Linked DNA regions of Lactuca sativa: region 1 is linked to region 2. The links are chromatin contacts, called in public Hi-C maps. All regions are on one chromosome and are shown on one strand. Each heading gives the region's core, a stretch centred on a gene start, on an enhancer-like site or on the middle of the called end of the contact. The rest is flanking DNA. Distances are from core to core; before and after follow the strand shown.

Region 1 (2,842 bases), core at 317-2,816, 170 kb before region 2:
TTTAAGGTTAAAATAGAAGGAATAGAATAATACAAGTGGAGGGAAAACTTTTTCAGCAGCACGTCTAGGAACAGAGAAGCCACCATGGGTGCTTGTGTCACTAGCTGTTAATGTCTTGCAGAAGTAATTAGTTGGTTGTCTACTTGGAATACCCAACTCAACAGGAAGAAATGTATCCTTCTGCTCTTGCTGACATCATATTACACAACAAAAAGAAATAACTTTTTTAATCCTCCAAATGGCGAATACATCAACATTGGTAATTTTTTACTTACGGGTGTCAATGGCTGCAATGTCATTTGAGCATACACTTCATCTGTCTCAACATCTGCCTGAAATTGCAACATGATAAGTCTTTCTTTGACCTCTAAGTTATATAAACAAGAAGTTAAGACCATATATATTTGAGGATATGAAATTATGAATGAAAACACACATGCATTGTGACATTGTGGAGTTGGCAGATCAATTGAGGAGGAAGGCTTGGGTAGTTGGGAATGTGAGAATCGATTTCTTTATTTGTAGTTGCAGCAACCTGGTTTTCATTTTCAAGTAGATAGATTATAAGTAATTGGTCATCAAAATTAAGTAAATATATGCACAATTTGGGTGAATAAGAAGCATATAAGAAGGAAGAAGTAAGAACCTGTTCACTATGACCCTGAGGGAAATAAATTACACGGGAGCCTACTGTCGGTAGGGAAACAAGCGGGCCTGCACAAGCATGCCATAGCTCCGAATTCAAGCTTTTCTTTTCTCCTTCAATAAGCAATAAGAAACAATCAATAAATTAATCCCCATAGACACAACTTTAGGTTAAAATACTTGATTAATCAAGAGTATACCACACGGACATTAATGTATACAATATATATACACGTACGTAAGAAGAATCCAAGAAAAGGACACTTACAGACATGTAAAGTCAAAAACAAAAACAAATGAGTTGGAAGGAGATAGATAGATATAGATATAGATATGATATATATATACCTTCTTGAGGCTGCTGACCAGACCCTGATGTTGAAAGCTTCATATTATTTTATCTAAATCTTACCTTATTATATAAATATGTGTATTACTATTAATTAACTAATTTCATAAGCATGAGCTAAACGAATCCTCAGTGCAGCAGCTTCTCGGGGCTTAACGATCGTCGAATCCTAAACCCCTAAAAACTGCTGAATCAACATTCACTCCTTTTAATTATCAGCTCAATCGCTTCCTCCAAAGTCTAAAACACCTAACCTTCACATGCATTATTCCAAAGCTAAAAATCCCCCCTCCCATAGCTAAAAAGCAAAACCCTAACTAACCGAGCTCAGAAAACCAGTGGTTGTTCTGAAACATCGCCATGAGTGAACTTTTGTCCCCGATCGCTATCGAAAAAGTTGAAAAAAATAGTGAAAAGAAAGGAGAGAGAGTGGAGCATGGAAGGGGTTATATAGGGGGTGGATATTGGATCCCGATCCGACCGACCATAGTCGACCTGAAGCAGAGAGTAGAGTAGAGAGAAGTGGAAGTGATAATGGAGGAAAAATGGATCAGAAGCGTAGGGAAATCCGTACCTGGAGATGAAGACCGTCGATTATAGAGGAGTGAGATGACAGGAGGCATGTGCCACCATCCTTCAGTGGTCGTTGTCAGAGTACGGACCTTCCGATTATAAAATTAAATAAATTCCTATTTTCCATAAATTTAAATAAAAAAGATAAAGAGTATATAATCATTTTATTTAATTTTTTTAATATTGCTCTTTATGGCAAACCTATTTTGTAGGCCTATTGCAAATCATTTTTAATTTTTAATTTATAATATAATTGAGATTTGAGAGGAAATGCTAAAAAGGCATAAGTTACATTCCTAATCTTTTGAAAAGATTATTATAGAAAAGTGTTTTCCACTAAATATTTTACTTTCTAATTTCAGTCATTTTGAGTTTTGACGGTTCCTTCATATTGATTCATGACCAAAGGCCTTAGAAATTGGGTAGGGTATAAAGATATGGTTTGATGATTTAAGGATTTTTGGGTAATTTAGGAGTCGTGTAATTTCATATTTCATATTGATATTTTCATTTATGTTCGTGTTTCTATAAACTTAATATGTGATAATCTTTAATGGCATTTTGCCGGATATAAATATTTTTTGGGTTGAATTCTAAAAAATAGATACGAAAAATTGAATTTCCAAATATGCACATGGATTCCGCGGAGGTGAGCTACGAGGGTCCGCATAATCGACTTAATATCCGAATAATTGATGTGACACAAAAAAAAAATCTGAAGAACCATTCCGTTGAACTACCTCCAAGGAATGAACTCATTACTCCGAAGAATTGATGTTACACAAAAAAAAAATTTGAAGAGTCATTCGTGGAGCTACATCCGAGTAATGAACTCATTATTCGGAGGTAGCTCCACGAAATGGTTTAGAAAAAAAATCACATCGATTCATTAGAGCTTATACTCATACTGCGGAGCAAAAGTTCATTCCTCGGAGGTAGCTCCGTGGAATTGTTCTTAAGAAAAAAAAAATTGTCACATCGATTCATCAGGGCTTTTACTCATTCCGAGGAGCCCTCAGAGCTCACATCTGTGGAATCCATGTCTATATCTGGAAATTCGATTTTTTGTGTCTATTTTTTGGAATTCACCCCCAAAAAATCTTAATATCCGACAAAATCGCATCTTTAATAACACTTTCAAATTTAAGCACAAAATTGAAAACATTGTTATCGAAAAGTACACGTTCAAAATTTTAAGAAATGGTCAAATTGGCAAAAATATAAGTATATATACTGATACATATGAAACATGGATAAGATTGACATAACTTGTGG
Region 2 (2,845 bases), core at 151-2,650:
AATTGTACACAAACACCCACAACAAAGACATATCTTCATATTAATTAATCAAATGATGGAATCATGAAAACCCAAGTGTTAACAAATGCATGTGGCATGTGATATAAGTATATAACAACATAAAATAGTTAATAGCAGAAATTTCAATGTTTTATATGAGAAAAAGAAAATTGAGAGTCAAAGAGCAACGAGCAAAGAAAGTATGCAAAGATAACTACAGACCAAAAGATGTAAAACAAAGGAAGATACTCATTGGAATAGTTCACCATGAGTGGCAATAATGGAGGATCCCGAGAAGAGATCATAGTACTTCCATTCAGTAAACCACAGAGCTGCAAGAAAAATATAATCTTGAAGAACATAAGTGTGATCGCCTACTTATTAATATGTAATAAATCTTGAATGATTGAACAAAACCGGAGTAAACCAACCATAAAAGGTAATCAGAAACATCCCAGTGATCAATATCAATTTAGAACAACTCTAACAAATACCTCTTGACTAATCAAGCATAGAAAAATTAGGGATTTAGCTGTACAATCCTAGAGACGCCATATGTATAATAAGCATAGCAATCATAAATTCACACATATCGCGTAAGAATAAGCAAATCGAACCATAGTAGCACTTAAAATTTTTAGCATTTTAACAGATACATATAGTAACAGAAAGGAAGAATCCACATACATGAGACATACACTTGGTTTAAAAATCCAAAGGACATACTTACCAAACCAGAGCTTCATCTATTTCATTGCATCGACTTCATCGGCAGAAGGAGGCACAGGCTTGGTGGCGGCAGGGATAGGGGCGTAACCGTTCTTGTTATGGGTGACGTCATCCTCATCGTCGACGTCGTACTCTTCCTCATCGGAATCGGAGCCGAAATCCAAGCGTCTGCTAGAACATACGGACCAGATTAAGTACATGGTTGCGGCGGTGAGAGCCCCGCAGCCTACACCGACGAGTAGAGCGCCGACAATACTGATGATGTCCAGGGTGCGATCGCGAAACGAGGAAGAAGAAGAGGGTTTTGAAGAGACGACATCTTCCACTGCTCGGTCGGGGAAGATCGGACGGGGGAAGGACCTGCTGCGGTGGAATTCGTGGATTTCGGTGATGAAGAAGGTCAAACGAGGGGAATTAGTGGGGTTTTGGTGGGGGAAATTAGGGTTTCCAGGGTGATTAGTGTCGGCTGGGTAGTAGGAGGAGGAAGTGGATGTGATGAAGAAGATCGTCTTGCAAGGCCTGGCGGTGGCGGAGATAGCAACGAGACCGACGATGATCGACAACAGGAGGAGGACGGTGGTCGTAGACGCCATTAACGCGGATATAGAGAGAGAGAAAGAGAGAGGTTTGGTTTGTTCGTAGGGATGTGAATTTCGGGAAGGATAACGGAGTTAGATTAACGAAATAAAGAGATTATGATCCGCTACGGAGTGTCTACGGTGAGTCCTAGACAAATTTACGGTTTATGTCACAAGAATTAATTTTAAATAGAATTTAAAATTTAATTATGTAATAAAATATTATCTCATTAATTTAGAAAACTTGTGAATTTTGATATTGTATTCTTTAATAACTTTGTGATTTGTAAGTGTTTAATTACACAATAAATGGTAAGTATTTAATTACAAATAAAGATTTTTAAAATCCTGATTTTTGATGTATTATTCTCTTTGAACATACGGAGATGATGACATAACTACAACGGAGCGAGTGGGAAAAAAAAACGTTTGTTGGCTAAAACACCACTTTTACCATTATAACTTATCATCCCAATAAATCTTTAACTCCATTATTTCGATTAGTCGTTATTGTTGTAGGATTTTTACTCCTTCATTGCTAAAAATGACTAAAAGATGCTATAAAAAAATTGGTTATAAATTGTGAAAAACTTCCTTATAAACAACATTGAAAGTTTTATTTGTGAATCTATTATCTTTATCTAAAATTAATAATTTTAATTTCTCTCTGCTTTGAACTATAAATACATAAAAATAATAATCAAAAATAAAAAAGTATATTAATAAGATCCATGAAAGAAAGAAAGAAAATATATAATTAAATAAAAAACACCATAAACAATACTAAATGTGCATTATTTCCTAATTGATCAAAACTTATGATTATTGATTGTTTCTTAAAGAAAACGAAATGAGCATAAATGGCCATGGTTATTTCATAAAATAAAATAAAATTTCAACAACAGTACATGTTTAAAAAAAGTTACCGAATTATCCATTATTTAAAAAAATAACCTAAAATGGTCCTTGTTTATTACAAGAAACTACATAAACACTCCATGTTAAAAAAAATATAACATAAATGGCCAATTTATTAAAAAAGCTAACAAATATCGTGTAAATTTTCTACATAATACTTTGTAGTCCATTTTCCGAAAAAAGTGGTTGTTTCCTACGTGAAAAATAACCAAAAAACTTTATACATATATTACGGTAAATAAAAAATGACCTAAAATGGTCCTTGTATATTTTGTAATGCACGTAGAATGAAGTTTAGAGAAGATCCAAAACATATACCACAACTATATAGATATTTTAAGCAATAATAGTCAGTAAATTGAATAATTGTTATATCTATGGAAAACTAAATTATGAAATTATGTGACATTAATTTTGACCGATTAAATGAATAGGAAAATCAGGAGATACTCTAATTACCCATTGATATATAATACTTTACATGTATATTTGGTAACAATAATCTTCAATATTCTAAATTAATTAAAAAAACACATTTTCCATCACCTATATCTAATAAACAATAAAATTATGTTATTAAAACAATTAAAATGGCATGAAGTGGAAAGACCATCATCATA

What was found. A called contact is a pair of places that touch in the nucleus more often than the background predicts.
Region 1: a Hi-C map of leaf shows a contact between it and region 2, with 7 times the contacts expected there. The contact joins the promoter of LOC111895803 here to the promoter of LOC111895815 in region 2. A contact is called at or near these places in 2 of 4 Hi-C or Micro-C datasets (leaf and seed).

What each region holds. Positions count from the first base shown.
Region 1 is chr3:97,287,506-97,290,347 of Lsat_Salinas_v11, reverse strand. It overlaps LOC111895803 (auxin response factor 8), which reads right to left and starts at 1,566. Exons shown (of 14, transcript XM_023891863.3): 1 at 994-1,566; 2 at 647-759; 3 at 437-535; 4 at 276-332; 5 at 34-189. The coding sequence starts at 1,036.
Region 2 is chr3:97,118,087-97,120,931 of Lsat_Salinas_v11, reverse strand. It overlaps LOC111895815, which reads right to left and starts at 1,400. Exons shown (of 2, transcript XM_023891876.2): 1 at 731-1,400; 2 at 20-332. The coding sequence starts at 1,322. The coding sequence ends at 747.